Linked DNA regions of Mus musculus: regions 2 and 3 are each linked to region 1. The links are chromatin contacts, called in public ChIA-PET and HiChIP or PLAC-seq maps. All regions are on one chromosome and are shown on one strand. Each heading gives the region's core, a stretch centred on a gene start, on an enhancer-like site or on the middle of the called end of the contact. The rest is flanking DNA. Distances are from core to core; before and after follow the strand shown. Region 1 holds the start of 2610306M01Rik (RIKEN cDNA 2610306M01 gene). Region 2 holds the start of A430078I02Rik (RIKEN cDNA A430078I02 gene). Region 3 overlaps 1600020E01Rik (RIKEN cDNA 1600020E01 gene).

Region 1 (4,126 bases), core at 700-3,199:
TACTTACACAAACTAAGTCTAACACAGCTTTGGCCTCTTCCCACCCACCCGTCCACCACCCTACAAGACTCACCATGACAGGCAGTTCCTAGGCCCAGGTAGAGGTCCTTCCTTCAACCTCAGCTTGCAAAAGCCTCCTTTTCGAAGGGGCTGCTTAGCTCTCATTCCTCCTTCCCTCGCTGATAGACTAGCCTCTACCACCATGCTGCCTTCACTGAGGCCTCCCCCAGACCCAAGCCTTGGCAGGCTGTAACGCAACCTACAGCAGACTGGTCCTATCCAATTAGTTTAAATTGCTTCATGCCAAGGAAATTGCTGCTTTTATTAAAAATAAAAGCACAGTAAGCAGGCAATGAGCTGTGAAAAGTATCAGTCTGGCATAATTACGAAGGTCGAGGTTAAGGTTACCCAAGAAACACTCAAGATTTTCCCTAAAGCCTGGGGCAGAAAAATATGTATCTGCAGGAGCACAGATAGACCAACGAGCACACACCGAGAGAAACCACACAGCATCCTCTCCAACTGAGAGAACACTAAACCAGAGCCAATCCTAAGTCATTCTTAATAGAAACTAAAAGGAGAAAAGAGGCCTAGGCGTCTGAGTTCAAAACCATCTCATTCGCTTATGATTTTATCTTAGCCACATCCTGGGGACCTCACTGCAGTTGGGTAAAGAAACAAACCTAACCAAAACACCAAAAAATGCATTCCTGTCCCCAGAGAAATCCTCTTTGGCTACCTACTTAAAGAAATAGGAAAGTTAGGTGGGAGAAGCCCCCCTCTCCTTTAAGATCTCTCCCCATCCCCACCCTTCAGCCTCCGCATCAGAATTTAAAGTTTCAGGGAAATGGCAAGACCACCACCCTGCATTTCACTTATACTTCACACATAGGATCCGAATAATTCGGTCAAAGGAAGAGATTTCTCCACGCGCTCCCCCCACCCACCCAAATGAAAGGCCACTGAGGTAAACTATTTGGGCAATACTGCCCCCCCAAGCCCTGTCAATTCCCAGTCTGAGTTTTAATTCTCTCAAGGACAATGACTCGCAAGGAAAGTGCAGAGGGGGAAGGGAGGGTCAGTTGGTCAAAACCCATTCATACAACTAGAAACCAGAGTCTTGCCACATCAGCACACGAGATTAATTCACCGCGCACTGGCTTCCCAACATACCTTCCGCCAACACCTCGTCCACGGTGACCTGCTGCCTCCCGATGCCGAAGACCCTTCCGATGTAACCACTGCCCAGGCCTGAGCTGCTGCCCCCTCCTCCGCTGGAGCCTGAACCCAGGCCAGAGCTCCCCTGCTCCCGCCTGGAGTCGAAAAACTTCTTCATCTTTCCAATATGAAATGCCAAGGCAAAATGCCGATGGTTTCTAGGTTCGTATTTGTTGTAAAGAAAAGAGATCTAAGGATTTCTTCTCCGGTTTCAGCCCTGAGCAGAGCCCCGGGAATCCGGCCGTGGGGTGGGGGCTGAGGGACGGCGCCTGCAGGAATAGACTGTCAATCGCGCGGCGGGTCCCCTCCTCCTCGGGGAGCGATCGTTTAAGTTTAAACCTGCGATGACAGAGGCAGAGAGAGGATGAATCAGTAACACACTCCAGAGCCTAACTGCCGGGTCCTAGGGAAAGCACAGGCCGTCATCCAGAGGAAACGCTGCGTGCATTTTCTTCGGGAAAGCCCTGGAAACGCACCGGACCCCTGCCCGGACCCCCGCCCCGGGCCCCGGACACCCACTAGCGGCCGCTCGGCGGCGAGCCCAGCTACCAGCCCCGCGACATGGCCACGGCCGCCGGCCTGCGACACGAAGGAGGCGGCGCTGCCGCAGAGCCGGGGCCGCTTCGGCGCCCGCCCGCCCGCCAGCTGATCCCCGAGCGCCGCGCTGAGGCCGCCCCTCCCCCGCGCGCGCGCCCGTCGGCTCCGACCACCCACCCGGAAGTGACCTGCCACCGGAAGTGCTTCTCAGGGCCGCACAGCCCCTTCTCAGGGGCCGTCTCAGGTGCACCAGCTATAGCTACAGAGCGAAAGAAACCGATGGCAAGAAGGGAACCAGAGCAGTGGAACTCGGGACAGAGACACTTGGAAGAGAGCGTTGCCGTAGTCCTGCCGCTGAGCACCCTGGGAAGAGTAGTTCGGGGTAATCTGGCATCTGGACTACAATTCCCAAGATGCCCCGGGAGCGAGCGCACCTTCGGACGCCGTCTCCAGGGACTGGAGATGATAGTGGAGTGGTGCAGAAGTGAGGCTTCGGGTATTTAAGTACATCTGCTAAAGTCACCAGAGACTAGTTTTCCAGCTGCACGTCCCACTCTCTGTAGCCATTTTATCTATGGCTTGGCCTCATGGACAGAGGCACTCTGGGAATTGTGGTTTCACAGGAGTCCGGACTGACACCTGAAGGACGCGGTTTAGCTGCCTCGCCCCAGTTGGGTTTGGGAGTTCCCCGACGTCATGGGAGCGGAGGTACTGAAGGCTTGGGGGCTGGGGAGAAGTGGGTATGATGCCAGCAGGGAGCCGAGCGGAATCTCGGTGCTGAAGGAAACAAAGCAGGTGTCTTCCGGTCCCCGACCACGATGAGAACTGAGAAGCCTGAGGGTCGAAGAAGGAACTGCGGGAGATCCAGTACACGGAGCATCTAGGGACCAGGCTACATCCATCCTTGGGCTCCACCCCAAACCATGGCCCTCTGCCGACCCAGATTTGCCTGGTCCTTACCAGATATATTCACGCCTTTAAAGGGAACTTTAGACACACCTACTGCTTTCTCTTCAGAATCTTTCGCAAGAAGATGCTGTGTTTACTAAGGATCGCTTGGGTGCGGATAGAGTACAGGGCTGTGTGATTGGCACCTGTCAAATGCTAAGGATTTGGAAAGGAATTGAGATCTCTCCTCCTAGATTGCTTCACAGAAGATGTTGTTGTCGTGCCAAATCCCTGCCTCCCCTGCCCTCTCCCCCAAGAAATACATGGTTTTTTCTCTTTTTTGAGTATAGGTTATTTTTCCACCAGCTCCCCACACTTCTTAAAGATGCAACTACCCTCTTGCAGTTCATCCCAGAATTTCTACTTCAGGCACTTGAGGAAGATCTAGAAGGGGGCCCCCAGGAAATAAAAAAAGATGGGTCTTGCTGGGCAGTGGTGGCTCACGTCTTTAATCCCAGCACTTGGGAGGCAGAAGCAGGCAGATTTCTGATTTCGAGGACAACCTGGGTTACAGAATGAGTTCCAGGGCAGCCAGGGCTATGCAGAGAAACCCTGTCTTGAAAAATAGAACAAAAAAAGATGGCTCTTGGTTAATCTGAATATTGAGTCCGGCTGTGCTGGCGGTGGCTATTGCGGTTTCTTATTTCATGTGGTACCATAGTCATATAACTCTCCGGAGAGAGATAGCATCTTAACTTCCGGAGAGAGCCAGTATTGCCACCTCAGTTCACACAATCCTACAGCCACCTTAAGGGTGAGACTCAGCACCTGCGGAACATCTTCCTAACTCAGCCCAGGGTGTGTTCTCCTCGCCTTCCTTAAAAGGCTTGATTTCTGTTACAGAAGCTTAGTGTGTGTCTTAAAATAGATGGGAAATCTTAGTGGGCTTACAGCCCCTCATCTTTCTCAGCACCATTAATTTTGACCGACCTTTAAAGAGTCTGTTAGTCTGTCCATCGAGCCCTGGTGCCTTATCGGGTTTTAATTTTCTCCACTCTCCTGGTACAGACCAGGTTTGCTCAAATCTCAAGCCTCACTTCAGACAGTCAAGGTTTTCCAGAAGGAGTAAGGCAGCCTACTCCCACTGAGTAACATGCTTTTAGTAGGCACTCAGCCTGAGTGAAAGACCACTGTTTAACAGAAGGGGACTGCAGCAATCATTCCTATACATTGATTGACTGGTGTGTATGCGCGAGTGGGGTGGGGGTGGGGGGATGAAAATGGCTGTCATACTTTGTAACTTGCCTGGCCTGGAACTCTCTTTGTAAATCAGGCTGCCTCAAACTCATAGGAACCTGCCTGCCTCTGCCTCCCAAATGCTGGAACACACTGGTTGGTTGGTTGGTTTGTTTTTAAAGTATAGCTTGATCACAATCTGACAGAAATAACTAAGTGACTAATAGGAGACTAAATCTATTGTTTT
Region 2 (4,126 bases), core at 842-3,341, 370 kb after region 1:
CAAAATTAACTTGATGCATTTTTTTTTTCCTTTGTGCTTTTTGAGACAGTGTCTCACTACATAGCTAAGAACATTCTGGAACTTGACATGTTGAACTCAAACCCATTGAGATATTTCTTCTGCCTCCCTCTGCTGGGATTGAAGGTGTGGGCCACCATTGCATGACTGTTACTTTTAACTGAGACATAAAAGGTGTAGCTATTGGGCCCAGGGAGATGCTCGGCAGGTAGATGTGCTTGCCGTGTAAGCCTGACAGCTTGGCTCTGATCCAGGAGATCCCACCGGCGGAGAGAACCAACTCCTGAGAGTTGTCCTCTGATATCGGCACACATGCCATGGCTGGAGCTCACTTGTTCACATACACTATCCCACCCCCAAACTCACAAAATAATGAATAAAATAGAAAATGTTAAGTTGGGCTGGTGAGATGGCTCAGTGGCTAAGAGCACCCGACTGCTCTTCCAAAGGTCCGGAGTTCAAATCCCAGCAACCACATAGTGGCTCACAACCATCCATAACGAGATCTGACTCCCTCTTCTGGAGTGTCTGAAGACAGCTACAGTGTACTTACATATAATAAATAAATAAATCTAAAAAAAAAATGTTAAGTTGTGCATATTAATTAGGCATATGGTTCAAGAATATTACCCTAGTACTTAGGAGTCTGGGCTAGAGGACTCCTCCCTATAAATCCAGAGAAACAAGGGATAGTAAGCTTCTAACACACACACACACACACACACACACACACACACACACACACACACACACGTACACACACGTACACACACGTACACATACGGCTTGGAGGTGCATACCTACAATCTCATCAGTTATGAGACAGAGGAAGGCAGTCAATAGTTCAAAGTCTAACTGGTCTCCAAAGTCAGTTTCAGGTCAGTCAAGGCTATATATAGGAGGAGATCTTTTTTTTAAAAAGTCAGAGATGGCTGTTGGTCAAGTGCCTACTCCAGGGCATGAGGCCCCCAGCTGTGACCCTAGGGACCATGTTAACACTGCGGGGTGCAGGGTGCTGTGTGTCTGTAACCTGTAGGCCATTGCTGGTGAGGAAAAGACAAGCCAATCCTGCAGTTTGTTGGCCAAGTCAATAAACTCAGGTTCTGCTGAGAGCCCGGTACCTCCCCACAGAGTGGGGTTCAGATCAGGGCTAGCATATCTATCTCCCAAGCAGCCTTTTCTGTTAAGGCATTAGACTCCTTTCTTCTAAGCAGAGAATATTGCTTGGCTGATAGAAAAACTGGAATTCTATCCTATCAACACTTAAACCAGGAGTGGCCCAAACCTATTCTAACACCTAGGTGATAAAGGAAGAAGGCTTGGAAGTTCAAGGTCACCCCCCAGCTACCTGTCAAGTTCAAGGTTAACCTGGGCTACAAAAGGTCAAATGCAAGGTTAGCCTGGGCTGCAAAGGATTTTCTAAAAACAAACAAACAAACAAACAAACAAACAAACAAACACCAAATCCCTGGGCAGGCATGATCTCTAACAGCTACCTTTCATTCCAGTACTAGGGAGGCAGAGAAAAGGCAGGCAAGTCTCGGCGAGTAAGTTCCAGGTTAGCCTGTATTACACAGTGAATTCTTGGACAGCCAGAGTTACATAATGAGACCCTATCTCAAAAACCACCACTAACAACACCATGCTTTGCTGGACACAATTGTTTTAATTACAACATTCAGAAGCAGGCAGATTGAGCTCCAGGCTGGCTAGAGATACCTACTGAGACCCTGACTTAACAAACAACAATAATACACAAAAATCTTTCTCAGAGTTATTTTTGAAACACAGTACGTTTGCTATCTGTAGTTGCATAACATGCACATGGGACTTTTCCCTGTATAACCATTCCCAGATAAAGGATGGGCAATGGGAGGTATATACTAATTTGTTTGCTGTTGTTTTTAAATTTTGAGTCGTGTAAACAAATTACTGATTCAAAGATGGAAATATATACAAATGTTTAAAAGCAAAGCTAGTGCAAGCTCTTGCTTTGCCTAGTCACACATCTTTGAGAGCGCTCCACGGCCCCTTCTGTGCAGCCAGCAGTGGCCTCTAGACTCTTGCTGCTCTTCGCATGGCCATTTCAGGACAGCCCACACCTGAAGGTCCACGAGCAGCTGCTTTTCTTCCCTGACTTGGAAACTCCAGAGCTGGGCTGCCTTTCTGAGGTCGACAGTCTAACAACCCGCTGCTTGCCCTTGATTCTCCTTTCTGTGCCTTCTCCAAGAGCCCTGGTAAGCTCTCCGCAGTTTTGCTGACTGTGTTTTCCTGTCTCCTCTGCTGGTGCCCTCCTCCTGCAAGGCAGCGTCCAGCCCCCTGCCAGCTGGTCATCCCTCTCTAAAGAAAACAAAGCTCCACAAAAGCCTCCAATATTCTCACCGAGTCTACAAACCTGAGATTTGCCTGGCTCTTGCTTTGGAGTGGAGTGTCCCTTGTGTACAATTAAACAGGATACATTAGTTTTAAGACACAGTTCCTTGGTTTCGTTTTGTTGACCCAATCAACTGGGAATGCCCGTTCTCATAAAATATCTGGCCCTGTGGAGAGTCCCATGGGGCAGTACAGTTTGTGTGAGAGTCTGGCTTAGTTGAGAGCCCCAGTAAATTTCCATTTGGTATTTCAGAGACTGGAGCTACATGGAATATGTATCTGCAGCTGTCTGAGGCCAGGAGTTGGGGGCAGAAACATGAGACCAAATTCCTGCCCTGACATCTGTGAGGGTTGTTAGGGGGTTGTCAATTGGCTATCATTGTCTGGAATACTTTGCTTAAAAAAAAATACATTTTCAGTAAACCAATCACATCACCAAGTTGTAGATATTTTCATGGTATTAGCCATTTTAAGGTCACCACACTGTGTGTGACAACATACAATTTATGATCATTGCTTTCCTCCCAACCCCCATTTCTTTCTAAGACAGGATGTCACTATGTAATTCCTCCTGGCACTATGTGGACAGGGCTGGCCTAGAACTCACAGAAATTTGCCTGCCTCTGCCTCTCTTTATTGCTCTTTCTTAAGTGTTTTTGGGGAATTAGCTTTTATATTGCAAAGATCACAGATAGCTGAAGTATAAACTAATTCACACAACCTCAATAACTCATTAATCTGACCCTGACAGCCATAGCATCCAGCTTTTAGCTTTCTTTAGCTACAATTCCTCAGCTCATGCATGTGATCTGAGACCTCTGCCAGGTGCGCTCCATGTGCTCTGAAAGCAAGTTGCTTTCACAGATGCCAAGTGTGGCCAGATCGCAGACATTAGAACAATCCATTCCTCCCCAGAGAGGATGCACCTTCCTTCCCTTGAGTGCCTTTAGATTGCTGAGGACAAAGAGCAGAAGGCCCTGGAGGCTGGTCACTCTCCAGCACACTTGCAGGGCTCAGCAAAGCCTGTCAGAAGCAGCAAGGAGCTTCCAAGGAAGTGACCCCCGCTCACCCCCACAAAGCTCACCCACAGAGAGAGAGGCTGGTGTTACTCAGGTTTCCTGACAGGACATCCTGGCTTGTGACACTGAAAGATTGGAAGATGCCAGAAGGTGGCCTTGAGACACAGAGACTCTTGTCAAGTTTGCAAAATACCATTCAACAGCAGGTATTAACGTATTAACCCTCAACTCCATCCCTAACCCTTCTAGCCCTTTGGTATGGTGTCCAATGCTAGTAATTCCAGCACTGGGGAAGATGAGGCAGGACTATGAGGGGCCTGCATGTCTCCCACCTGGCAAAACGTAGTGCTGGGTTATTCACTATGCAAGATAAGCAGTGAGCCTGGAGGTGTTGGGACCAAGCCTGATCAACTTCGGGCTTGTCAGTGGAGTGCAGCAGCAGACAGGGCTCACCTACTCATTTACCCAGTCACAAATCACAACCCCAGCAAACGAAAACATACCTAGCCTTGGAGCACTGTAGGAAGTGCAAAGGTGGCTGAGCTGAGGCTCTCACACACACACTCTCTGTCTGCATGTGTGTAGACAGGGTTCTCATTATGTAGCTCTGGCTGTTAGAGAACTCAATATGTACACCAGACTGGCCTCAAACTCCCAGAGGTCTGCCTGGCTCCACCTCCTGAGTGCTGAGAGTAAGGGAGCACGTTGGGGAAAGG
Region 3 (4,126 bases), core at 1,134-3,633, 300 kb after region 1:
GTCTAGTTGCTGCTGGGCTTCCATATCAGAGGATGGGGTACCAGAGAAGGAGCGCACTGTGCTTACTATGAATGCAAGATACCTGGGCTGGTGATGCAGTTCAGCGATAGAGCACTTGCCTAGCATGTGTGAGCACCTAAATTCAATCCCCAGCACTGAAAACAGAGAGAGAGAGACAGAGACAGAGACAGAGACAGAAAGAGAAACAGAGAGAGACAGAGAGACACAATAACCACCATTAAGTTCTCCCTGTGAACAACTGGAGACTGTAAATCACCCACGTGTAGGTGGTAACTGAAGCTGGCTGAAGGCTGAGATCAATAAACTCAGAAGAGAAAGCCAACATTTAAATCACAGTGAGCATCATCTAGAACAGAGAAACACTTTCTTGTCTCTCAATAGGAAAGTAGCTAAATAAAACACAGCACTATCCATTTTATGAAATGCTACACAGTGGCCACAAAGAATGAAATGACTATTTACTAACATGGGATACTGCCAAGGCCCAATTTTTGTTGTTTTATTTCGTTTTGTTTTTGAGACAGAGTCTAACCTGAAGCTTGCTACGATATAGATCAGACAGGCCTTGAACTTACAGATCTCCCTGTCTCTACCTTCCTGAGTGCTTGGACAAAAAAATGTACTCCACAGGGCTGGAGAGATGGCTCAGTGGTTAAGAGCACCTGAATTCTCTTCCAGGGGTCCTGAGTTCAATTCCCAGCAACCACATGGTGGCTCACAGCCATCTGTACTGAGATCTGATGCCCTCTTCTGGTGTGTCTGAAGACAGCCACAGTGTACTCATGTTAAGTAAATAAATAAATCTTTAAAAAAAATGTACTCCACAATAGTGGCTAAAGGCCCATTCTTGAGACAAAGTATCAGAATGGTATATAACATGTCATTTGTGGAGATAAACTTTAAAGACATAAAATAACTTTTAAGTGTTTTCTGGGTTTACACATTCCAAGGACACATTCTCTCCAGGGAACAGGAATAAGAGAAGGAGTCAGAAATTGCTACATTCCATATAAATTACTAACTACCAATCATCCTGGTGTTTGTGGTGCTAGGGATCAAGTGCTTCACCACTGAGCTACACTCTGTCCCCAAAGAGAATGAGCCAGGGAACAAGGCTACCCTCTCACCCAACATGGCCTTCATGGTTAAATATGGCTTTGCACCTGCCCACATCTGAACATATTAACATAGCCTCCCAATGCCATACTTTCTCCTGAACCTCTGTGCCCAGGCTTGTCTTGGATCTTTAACTGGGACCACTGAATGTGGAAGACAAAGGAAGACATGCCAGCATGCAGAACAAAAGCAGCTGCCATTGTTCCAGCAGAAATCCTAAAGGGAGGATGGTTCTATGCTGCTAAGAAATGAGCCTGGGGCAACCTAGTGAGGTCATGGGGTGAGCCAGTCTCACTAGACAGAGTTAAATGAAGAGTTATGTCCTGGTGAGACGTTTATGGTGAAGGGCAAGGACAGCAAAGCAGCAGAGAGAGGCCAGAGACTCAGACAGAAAGGAGGTGAGGAGGTATTATGGGGAGACAAGAAGCTGAGATAAAACCTTTTGCAGTAGCCAGGTGATGGTGGCACATGCCTTTAATCCCAGCACTCAGGAGGGAGGTGGATCTCTGTGAATTGGAGGCTAGCCTGGTCTGCAGAGAAACCCTGTCTCAAAAACAATAAAAAAAAACAAGAAGCTGGAGAGATAGCTCAGTGGTTAAGAACATTGACTGCTTTTCCAGAGTTTCTGAGTTCAATTCCCAGCAACCACATGGTGGCTCACAACCATCTGTAATGAAATCAGATGCCCTCTTCTGGTGTGTCTGAAGACAGCTACAGAGGAAAGAAAGGAAAGAAAGGAAGGAAGGAAAGAAAGGAAGGAAGGAAAGGAAGGAAGAAAGGAAGGAAGGAAGGAAGGAAGGAAGGAAGGAAGGAAGGAACGAACGAACGAAGGAACGAAGGAAGGGAAGAAAGAAAGAAAGAGAGAAAGAAAGAAAGAAAGAAAGAAAGAAAGAAAGAAAGAAAGAAAGAAAGACAAAAAACCCCAAACACCTTTTTTGTAATAAAGCATGATGGTATACACCTGTAATCCTAATACTAAAGGCTGAGGCAGGAAAATCAGGAATTCAAGGCGAGTCTGGGCTGGCTACAGTAGCTAAACCTGGGGTAGGGTGTTGGGGGTGGGAGACGTCCTCCTCTGGAAAGCAAGGCTGCGGTTGTGCAGCCCTCTGGCGACTGCACTCTTAACTTTCAGCTTCCTGAGCAAACATACTTGGTTGTTTTCCTGGTTACCCAAAGCAATGACACTGCTCAGTCCTTACCCAACAGCTGATTCACTACCACTTCTCAAACCACAGGCTCACTTACCAGCTGGCTCTAAGAAAAAACAAGTCGGTGTGAACTGTCAAAGTCCTCTTGGACCTGACCTTAGCCAGGAGAGCAGGTTTCATTTCAAAACTGAAAGGACTGAAGGACTGGGGAAATCCAAAGCGCGCAAAGACCAGGAACAGGTGGTTCCCATCAGAAGAGTCCCCAGCTGGAACGCAAACAGAAACTAGACCACTGATAAGACACGGTTTACAGTGTCTGTCTCCAAGCTCTGGCAGCTGATTAGGTTGTCAACTATTTACAGCAGGGCATAAACACACTTATCCCACTCCAGTCTACTCAATAACTCTTTTCTCCAAAGCTGAAGCAACTTTCTGGATTTATTGAGTTTGAGAATTACAGGGAGGATCCAATAACTGGGACATCAGGGCAAAGGGATCCAGAATCCTTCAAATGGGCCACATTTTGAGTATAAAGAGTTATTACTACCTCTTCCTGATTCCCCATTAATGGGTGGCAAAATTCCTGTCTCAGTAAAAACTTTTCAGTTTATTCCTAGTGACCATTTGCTGTGAAGTGACAATACCAGAGGACAGCTCAGCAGGAGTTGGGTTATATGCCTGAGGTTCCACTGTGGCTAGCTGTGACTCAAGACATGTCACTGCACTTTTCTGGGTTCAGTTTCAGTTTCCTCACCCGTAACATAAGAAGACTGGGAAACATCTGTACCAAGAAAAGTTTTAAGTTCTTAATTCAAGGCTACTTTTTAAAAAAGCACACCTCAGGGCTGAAGAGATGGCTCAGTGGTTAAGAGCACTGACTGTTCCCCCAGAGGTCCTGAGTTCAATTCCCAGCTCACAATCATCTGTAATGGAATCTGATGCCCTCTTCTGGTGTGTTGAAAGACAGGGACAGTGTATTTACATACATAAAATAAATCTGTTTTTTTTTAAGGCATACCTTACCACTCTATGAAAAAATTCAAGGCATAAATAAAATTCACAAGCTCCTAGCCATAATAGGCTGCTGCTTACAAAGGACTGAGGAAGGGCCAGTTTAGGCCACTGGCACATGCTGCATCACTAGGAACCCAGACGCCAGAAAGCTACTCTATAGACTGTGATCAATAGTAAAGAATACTGAACGCGGTGAAGACACTACTCACACAGGGCCCAAGTATGGTGAGATATGCAGATAATCCCAATACTTAGCAGGCTAAAGCAGAAAGATGTAAGCTCTGAGGTCAGATTACATAAGGAAGACTCTGTGCAGACCAAAAGATAGACACACACAAAGAAAAAGACATCAATAGCCCATGTTCACTACAGCACTGACAGCAACTGCATACTGCAAGCCAGGGCTCTCTGGTGGAATGCTTACCTAGCATCCATGAGGACCTGGGTCCTATCCCCAGCTCAAAGAGAAAGAAACAACATTGTTTTTAAAAGGAGAAAAGGAAAGAAAGTGGAACAGTCAGAGGGGGAACAAGGAAGAAAATGTAAACTATACTACAGAATACTTTTCAGTCAATTAAAAAAAAAAAAAAACGGTTTTAGCCGGGCGTGGTGGCGCACGCCTTTAATCCCAGCACTCGGGAGGCAGAGGCAGGCGGATTTCTGAGTTCGAGGCCAGCCTGGTCTACAGAGTGAGTTCCAGGACAGCCAGGGCTATACAGAGAAACCCTGTCTCAAAACAAAACAAAACAAAACCCCCCCAAAAAAAGGTTTTAAATCTGTCATTTGCAAGAGCATGACTGCAACAGGGGATCATTACATTAAATGAT

The links. ChIA-PET counts read pairs in DNA pulled down with a chosen protein or histone mark. HiChIP or PLAC-seq counts read pairs in DNA pulled down with a chosen protein or histone mark.
Region 2: an H3K27ac HiChIP or PLAC-seq map of microglia shows a contact between it and region 1, with 5 times the contacts expected there. The contact joins the promoter of A430078I02Rik here to the promoter of 2610306M01Rik in region 1. A contact is called at or near these places in 3 of 39 promoter capture datasets (the SN4741 cell line, liver and pre-B cells), 1 of 484 Hi-C or Micro-C datasets (CD4 T cells), 3 of 115 datasets of contacts at active chromatin or transcription factors (the SCID.adh cell line, intestinal villus epithelium and microglia) and 2 of 9 other capture datasets (liver and pancreatic islet).
Region 3: an RNA polymerase II ChIA-PET map of memory CD8 T cells shows a contact between it and region 1, with 9 read pairs. The contact joins the enhancer-like site here to the promoter of 2610306M01Rik in region 1. A contact is called at or near these places in 1 of 39 promoter capture datasets (embryonic stem cells), 5 of 115 datasets of contacts at active chromatin or transcription factors (bone marrow-derived macrophages, effector CD8 T cells, memory CD8 T cells and 2 more) and 4 of 9 other capture datasets (adipose tissue, embryonic stem cells, liver and 1 more).

The regions. Positions count from the first base shown.
Region 1 is chr6:86,847,263-86,851,388 of GRCm38.p6, reverse strand. 2610306M01Rik (RIKEN cDNA 2610306M01 gene) reads left to right here and starts at 1,949. Exons shown (of 1, transcript NR_028298.1): 1 at 1,949-2,982. It overlaps Aak1 (AP2 associated kinase 1), which reads right to left and starts at 1,884. Exons shown (of 16, transcript NM_001378654.1): 1 at 1,174-1,884. The coding sequence starts at 1,336.
Region 2 is chr6:86,478,795-86,482,920 of GRCm38.p6, reverse strand. A430078I02Rik (RIKEN cDNA A430078I02 gene) reads left to right here and starts at 2,091. Exons shown (of 3, transcript NR_131126.1): 1 at 2,091-2,255.
Region 3 is chr6:86,546,413-86,550,538 of GRCm38.p6, reverse strand. The region is part of intron 3 of 1600020E01Rik (RIKEN cDNA 1600020E01 gene); the gene reads right to left. Among named protein-coding and RNA genes, the nearest start is that of Gm38676, 20 kb to the right of the region's middle. Within about 2 kb of position 2,383, at least 143 of the 459 cell types and tissues checked have an H3K27ac peak or open chromatin away from gene starts, as enhancers often do. A contact at or near this core is called in adipose tissue, bone marrow-derived macrophages, embryonic stem cells and 3 more, where this site is marked.